Linked DNA regions of Sus scrofa: region 1 is linked to region 2. The links are chromatin contacts, called in public Hi-C maps. All regions are on one chromosome and are shown on one strand. The core of a region is the stretch at or near the end of the contact, and the rest is flanking DNA. Distances in the headings are between cores, read along the strand shown.

The links. A called contact is a pair of places that touch in the nucleus more often than the background predicts.
Region 1: a contact with region 2 is called in a Hi-C map of embryonic fibroblasts, with 2.3 times the contacts expected there. The contact joins two enhancer-like sites. A contact is called at or near these places in 2 of 47 Hi-C or Micro-C datasets (embryonic fibroblasts and retroperitoneal adipose tissue) and 1 of 2 datasets of contacts at active chromatin or transcription factors (alveolar macrophages).

The regions. Positions count from the first base shown.
Region 1 is chr15:17,855,489-17,858,188 of Sscrofa11.1, reverse strand. All of the region lies in intron 1 of MGAT5 (alpha-1,6-mannosylglycoprotein 6-beta-N-acetylglucosaminyltransferase A), which reads left to right. It also overlaps the pseudogene LOC100152750. Among named protein-coding and RNA genes, the nearest start is that of MGAT5, 62 kb to the left of the region's middle. Within about 2 kb of position 1,343, at least 23 of the 83 cell types and tissues checked have an H3K27ac peak or open chromatin away from gene starts, as enhancers often do. A contact at or near this core is called in alveolar macrophages and embryonic fibroblasts, where this site is marked.
Region 2 is chr15:17,639,195-17,641,894 of Sscrofa11.1, reverse strand. MGAT5 (alpha-1,6-mannosylglycoprotein 6-beta-N-acetylglucosaminyltransferase A) reads left to right here. Exons shown (of 17, transcript XM_021075187.1): 11 at 402-535. Among named protein-coding and RNA genes, the nearest start is that of MGAT5, 280 kb to the left of the region's middle. Within about 2 kb of position 1,399, at least 33 of the 83 cell types and tissues checked have an H3K27ac peak or open chromatin away from gene starts, as enhancers often do. A contact at or near this core is called in alveolar macrophages and embryonic fibroblasts, where this site is marked.

The DNA.
Region 1 (2,700 bases), core at 94-2,593, 220 kb before region 2:
TCTTTCAATTTTATAATTCTCTGCTCATGAGCTTCGTGAATATCAGAAACACTGTATCTGTTAAAAGGACATGTCCCATCTCCCCCTTTTTCTTTTTTTTTTTTAATAAAGAAGTTTTATAGAGGGAAAATATTAGCCATATCAGAAGCACATAGGAATTCTCTTATGGTACAGTGGGTTAAGGATCCAGCATTGTTGCTGCAGCAGCTTGGATTGCACAGGTTCGATTTCTGGCCCAGGATTCTGCATGCCACAGGTGCCAAAAAGGGGAGGGGGGGGAGTCACATGGTAGATATACTGCTAAAATGGCTTTATACTGGTTTTCTGGTTTGCTTATTCTTCAAAGTGAAGTAGCTACAAGTAATCTGTTACGTTTGAATGAACAGGCTTGTAATTCAGTTGGCTTTATCATATTGCAAACACCTTGGTTTTTTTGTCATAGAGCTATGTATTTTTAAAATTGTGTGTATACATATATTTGAGACTGGGTGTATATATTCATGTAGTTTAGTCCATAAAGCATTAGGATTGGTAAAAGCTTTGGTCTGATGCCTCCTGAGACTCAGAACAAAAAGTAGTTTTTTATGTAGATGCTCCATCTTTGCCGAATGTAGCCTTATTCCTGCTGAACTAATAATGGATGGATTTGGATCCTAAAAAGTGAGATAATAGAATTTTTTAGACAAATGCCCTGGGGTGTTGTGAAGTGATAGGGCCTCTCACCTAGCTACTTTTAGATATTTTAAAAGGCAGTTGGGTTCCAAAATGTGAAAGGCATAGTTCATAGAAGCTCTTTGTTAAATCTGTTTGCAATTGATCAAGTTCTTAAGGGGCAGAAACTTAAAAATATCTTTGTCCTTGTGATTATAGAAGTGATTACTAAAGGGGGCTGTTGGAGGCAGAGCTATTAGACCATGTAGGTACTGTAGTAAGCAAATACTTAACTGGGCTAACCACAGACCTGGGGTATTTACCCTTATGAGGGAAAGGACCGGGTAGTTGAGTCGGATGTTAGCATTTAGAACCATAAAAATACACTACAGTCCCAAAAGGCCAGGGAGCTGCTCCACCAGTGCAACTCAATCCTCAGGGAATGGACGTCTCTCGCTATCTGGTTAAGGCCTGGTGGAACTGATCTTTTGGGTTAATTGGGCGAGGATATTGTATCTCTCTAGAATTAGTAAAGTGAGTGCAGCAGAAAGCCATTTATTACCTTTATTCAGTCCTTATCAAACATAAATGTATGCTGGATCATGGCCAATTACTCTTGGGTAGAAGGGCTGGCCCTTTCAGAACAGCTCGGTCCAGACCTGACACAGAGGATCAGGATGTGAACGTAAGCAAAGCCAATAAACTGGAGCGGGTGACTCATAATGACTGCACAATCTCTGAACTGTGTCCCCATCAAAGAACTGTTGTTCACGGAGTACATTTTCCTAAGCCATCATTTATGAACATGCATTTTGGAGGAAGCAGTGTGCTAAGTACTGACTTGTTTAACTGTGTGAATAGTCTTTAATGCTTAAAACCACTGTCCAAGCTACCTTTGAGAGTCACCTTGGTAAAATTAGACATTCAGCTTGGGAGCAGAATATTTGGATTTTCTAGGCAGATAGGATTTGGGTGTGAAGGTTATGGGGCCAGTGGAATGAAACATTAAACATTCATAATTCTTGTTTCTTTTATGTGTGTGGGTCTTTGAACAAACTTTGTCTCTAAAAACATCACAGGGAAAAAAACTCACCCCAGCAACTCACAAGCAGATGAATGTCTGATGTGAAAAAAATCCTTAGTTAGAAGTCGAAAATCACCTGACCATGTGACTTTTATCAGAGGCTTCTCTCTTGTTGTCACCTTGAGAGTTTGTCTGATGGGAGAAACAAGAAGTGTTCCTTTGAGACCCTCAAAGAGATTTTGCATCTCTAAAGACATGGGACTTCTGTCTGAGATGGAACAAGCATATTTTTTTTTCTTTTTTTTAATTTTTTAAATTTTTTTAAATTTTCCCACTGTACAGTAAGGGGGTCAGGTTATCCTTACATGTATACATTATAATTACATTTTTCCCCCCTGGAACAAGCATATTTAATCTATCATATATACATCCCCACTCCCACATCGCACATATGACTTCCATGGCATGGGCTTCATTTCAGGGTCCAGACAGTTGAATAATCCGTCCTCAAGGTTCTTTTGTGAAGCTCGTGTACTGTTGACAGATAGGAAAGTCCGTTCACTGCCCTCCAAGAGTTGCCAGGCATAGCAGCTGTGGCTGTGGCCAGCTGGTGTCCTGGAGACTCAGAGCAAGGTCTGCATCTCCTCGTGCTCAGGTGTGATGTCTTATGCTCCGGAAAGGATGAATGTCTTTCTGCCTCTCCTATGCTGTATTTTTTTTTTTTTCCTTGCACTGTGTGGGGTTGATAGTCTTTGTGGAGCAGGCAGACGTGCTGGCATCATGTGGCACTCCTGGGCTGTGCCTAACTTTTGCCAGAGAGGTCACCTTCCCCCTTCAGTGTGCCATACCTAGCTGTCTTTGGAAGGGCATTTTGGCTCCTTTCGAAATAACTACTGAAAGAGCAGCTGTCTGTCAACCTCCTCCAGAGCCCTGGAGTTGGGCTGGTGTCAACCTGTTGGAAGAGTTCCCAATGCAGCAGACTGGCTGTCATTGACATTTATAACGTGAGAGCTGTATCACAGATG
Region 2 (2,700 bases), core at 150-2,649:
CACCTGGTTGATTCAGCCCTGCTCCCTACAGATAGGGACTTTTAGCCACTAGTTGGTAAAACCTGCAGGAGGGCATTTCTGTCAGGAGATAGCAGCCTTGTAGCTGGGGAAACAGGAAGGAGGGGAGAACCCAGGTGAATAGTTTTTAAATAGTTGTCCTTTCTACTGAAAAAAAAGCAGGATTGGATTTGGGTTAATCCATCCTGGAGAGACTTGTTCTCCTGTGCAGGTTTAGCCGGGGCTGTGTGGGAGTGAGCCACCCCTCGCCCCTCTAGGTAAGAAAGAACAAGGTGAAATGAAAGCATTTAATTCTGTGCAAGTTGGCTGGCATTAAATTTGTAGTTGTCATGTCTTCTGACTGATTGAATCTTAACTGTCCTGTGCTGTTCTTTCCACACCAGCTCATACCCCAGACAACAGCTTCCTGGGGTTTGTGGTCGAACAGCACCTGAACTCCAGCGACATCCACCACATTAATGAAATCAAGAGGCAGAACCAGTCCCTTGTGTATGGCAAAGTGGATAACTTCTGGAAGGTGAGTCAGCCCATGTGCCTGTCTCTCGCTCTCAAAAGAAGCTTGTTGGCTAATTCCATTTAACTTTGATCCAGGGAGTAGTCAAGCCAAGTGCCTGAGACTTAATGGGGTCTGCTTAGAAGTAGACAAGTTGGGTGGGTCATTGTTCAGCTGTCTCATAAAGGCTGTACCTCTCACCTGTCCAGGGGCTGCACAGCAGAGTCCCCCACTGTTTGCATGTTGGAAGAGATGCATTCCAGCTTCTTTCACATCCTGTGCTTGCTTCCAGAAGCCAGGGCCCCACAGGGGCTAGACACCTTTTTGGAGCAAGGCATTGCACAGAGAGATCCTTGCCAGGTGACTCATTTCCTCTACCCTCTGTGAAAGGGTTTGCAATGGTGGACAGTTCCCTTTGCCTGGGGAGGGCAGTGGCCCTCACATCCTCTCAGCTGTGGTCAGTACTCAACAGACCGGAGAAGGGAGAGGCCTGCTTGGGGATGTCTTGGTTGAAAGAACATTCTTGTTGTTTGGAACAAGCCAAACAAGCAAGGCAGGCCAAGCCAAGTTTTCTGAAAACGTTGGACTGTTGGGCCCTGGAGGGCCCCTTGGTCCATCCTCCTGGGTGATTTCCAAGGCACATCTGGGAAGGGTCCCTATGGAAGAGGAACTAGATTGGGGTGTACCCCATTGACATGACATGCAAATCTTTTTATGTGTAAAGTCCACTTTAGTATACAAATGTAATGTTTTTTTCAGGGATGTGTTTGTATGAGAACAGTCTCCAGGACTTTGAAAACATGCCTCTTTCTAAACGTAAACATTAATCACTTTCTGGAAAGAGCGGAAACTGTAGTTTCCTGTTACCATGTCTCCCTTACTGAGGAAGTTAGAAAATCTGACTGCTGGGGGAGCACACACAAGGTACAGGGAAGAATTCCCTGCTCCTGGTTGTCTGACCTTGTGTTCAGAAAAGGGAAAGCATTGCTACCCTTTTTTCAGTTCTGAAATGCTAACTATGTAGAAGGGATAACACATCAGCTTCTTTCCAGGAAAGCTGGTTTATTTCCAGATAACTATCTTGGCTGTAACAGCTAGAAGTCTGTCTTAGTTTAGTACGGTGCTTTTCCACTGGGGACAGTTTGACACCTCCCCTCCCCCCAGGGGACATCTGGCAATGTCTGGGGACAATTTTGGTTGTCATGACTGAAGGGAGATTCCCCTGACATCTGAGGTGAGCAGGTGAGGGTTAGGGATGCAGCTAGACATCCAAAGTGCATGGCACAACCCTACAACAAAGACGTATCTGGCACAAAGTATCAGTAGTGCCGAGGTTAAGAAACTAGGGCTGGTCAAGTAAGATTCATTTCCTTATATATTATTCCACATTTTCTCCTCTTGTGTAAAAGGAAATCAGTTGAGATTATAAATCATTATCTAAGATGTTCTCGTGAATTTATACATCTTTGCTTCCTTTGTGTCGAAACCGGCCCTGTATGAACAGAGCATTTTTCAGCTGACAGTCTGGTGAACTTGGGTTATAAAGGGGACATTGAATGTTCTCATTCTCAGCTCTGTTGTAAATGAAAGGATCATGGCACTGGTTTTAGCAAGATGTGGCCTCTTAAAAAGCATATAACTCCCTTCTTCCCCCTGCACCTGCTCAAAAAAACAAACAAAAAAGGTAGTTTGCATGGCCATGTGGACTTGTCCTTGAAGGTACACATTTCTGTTCTGCAAACAAGTGCGGCTTCCTCCTAGGTGTTCCCGGCAACTTCCTGAATTTCCCTAGAAAAACAAAACAATAAATTCATTCTGAAAACTTTTGGTCACCTTTTTTGGGGGCAAAGTCATAACTGCCAGTAAAGGGATGATTTCCTTGCTGTTAGTCAGAATTCCAAAAGTATTAACCGTCTTGGCCCAAGTGATTTGGGATGTGATTTGGAATTTGACATGACTCTTTCTAAATATAAACATTAGAAAAATAGGTGACCTGATATTCCATGTGCTGTGTGTCACCCAAGTGTTCGAAAAGGCTGAGTAGCTGTGTGTCTACATTAGAATTTCTCTGAATACCAAATATCCGGGGTGTTGTATACATTTTAATACATTACTTTCCAGCATTCTTTGATGAGAAAAGACCCCAAATGATGAAAAATACTGTAAAATTTTCACATAAAGTCAGGACA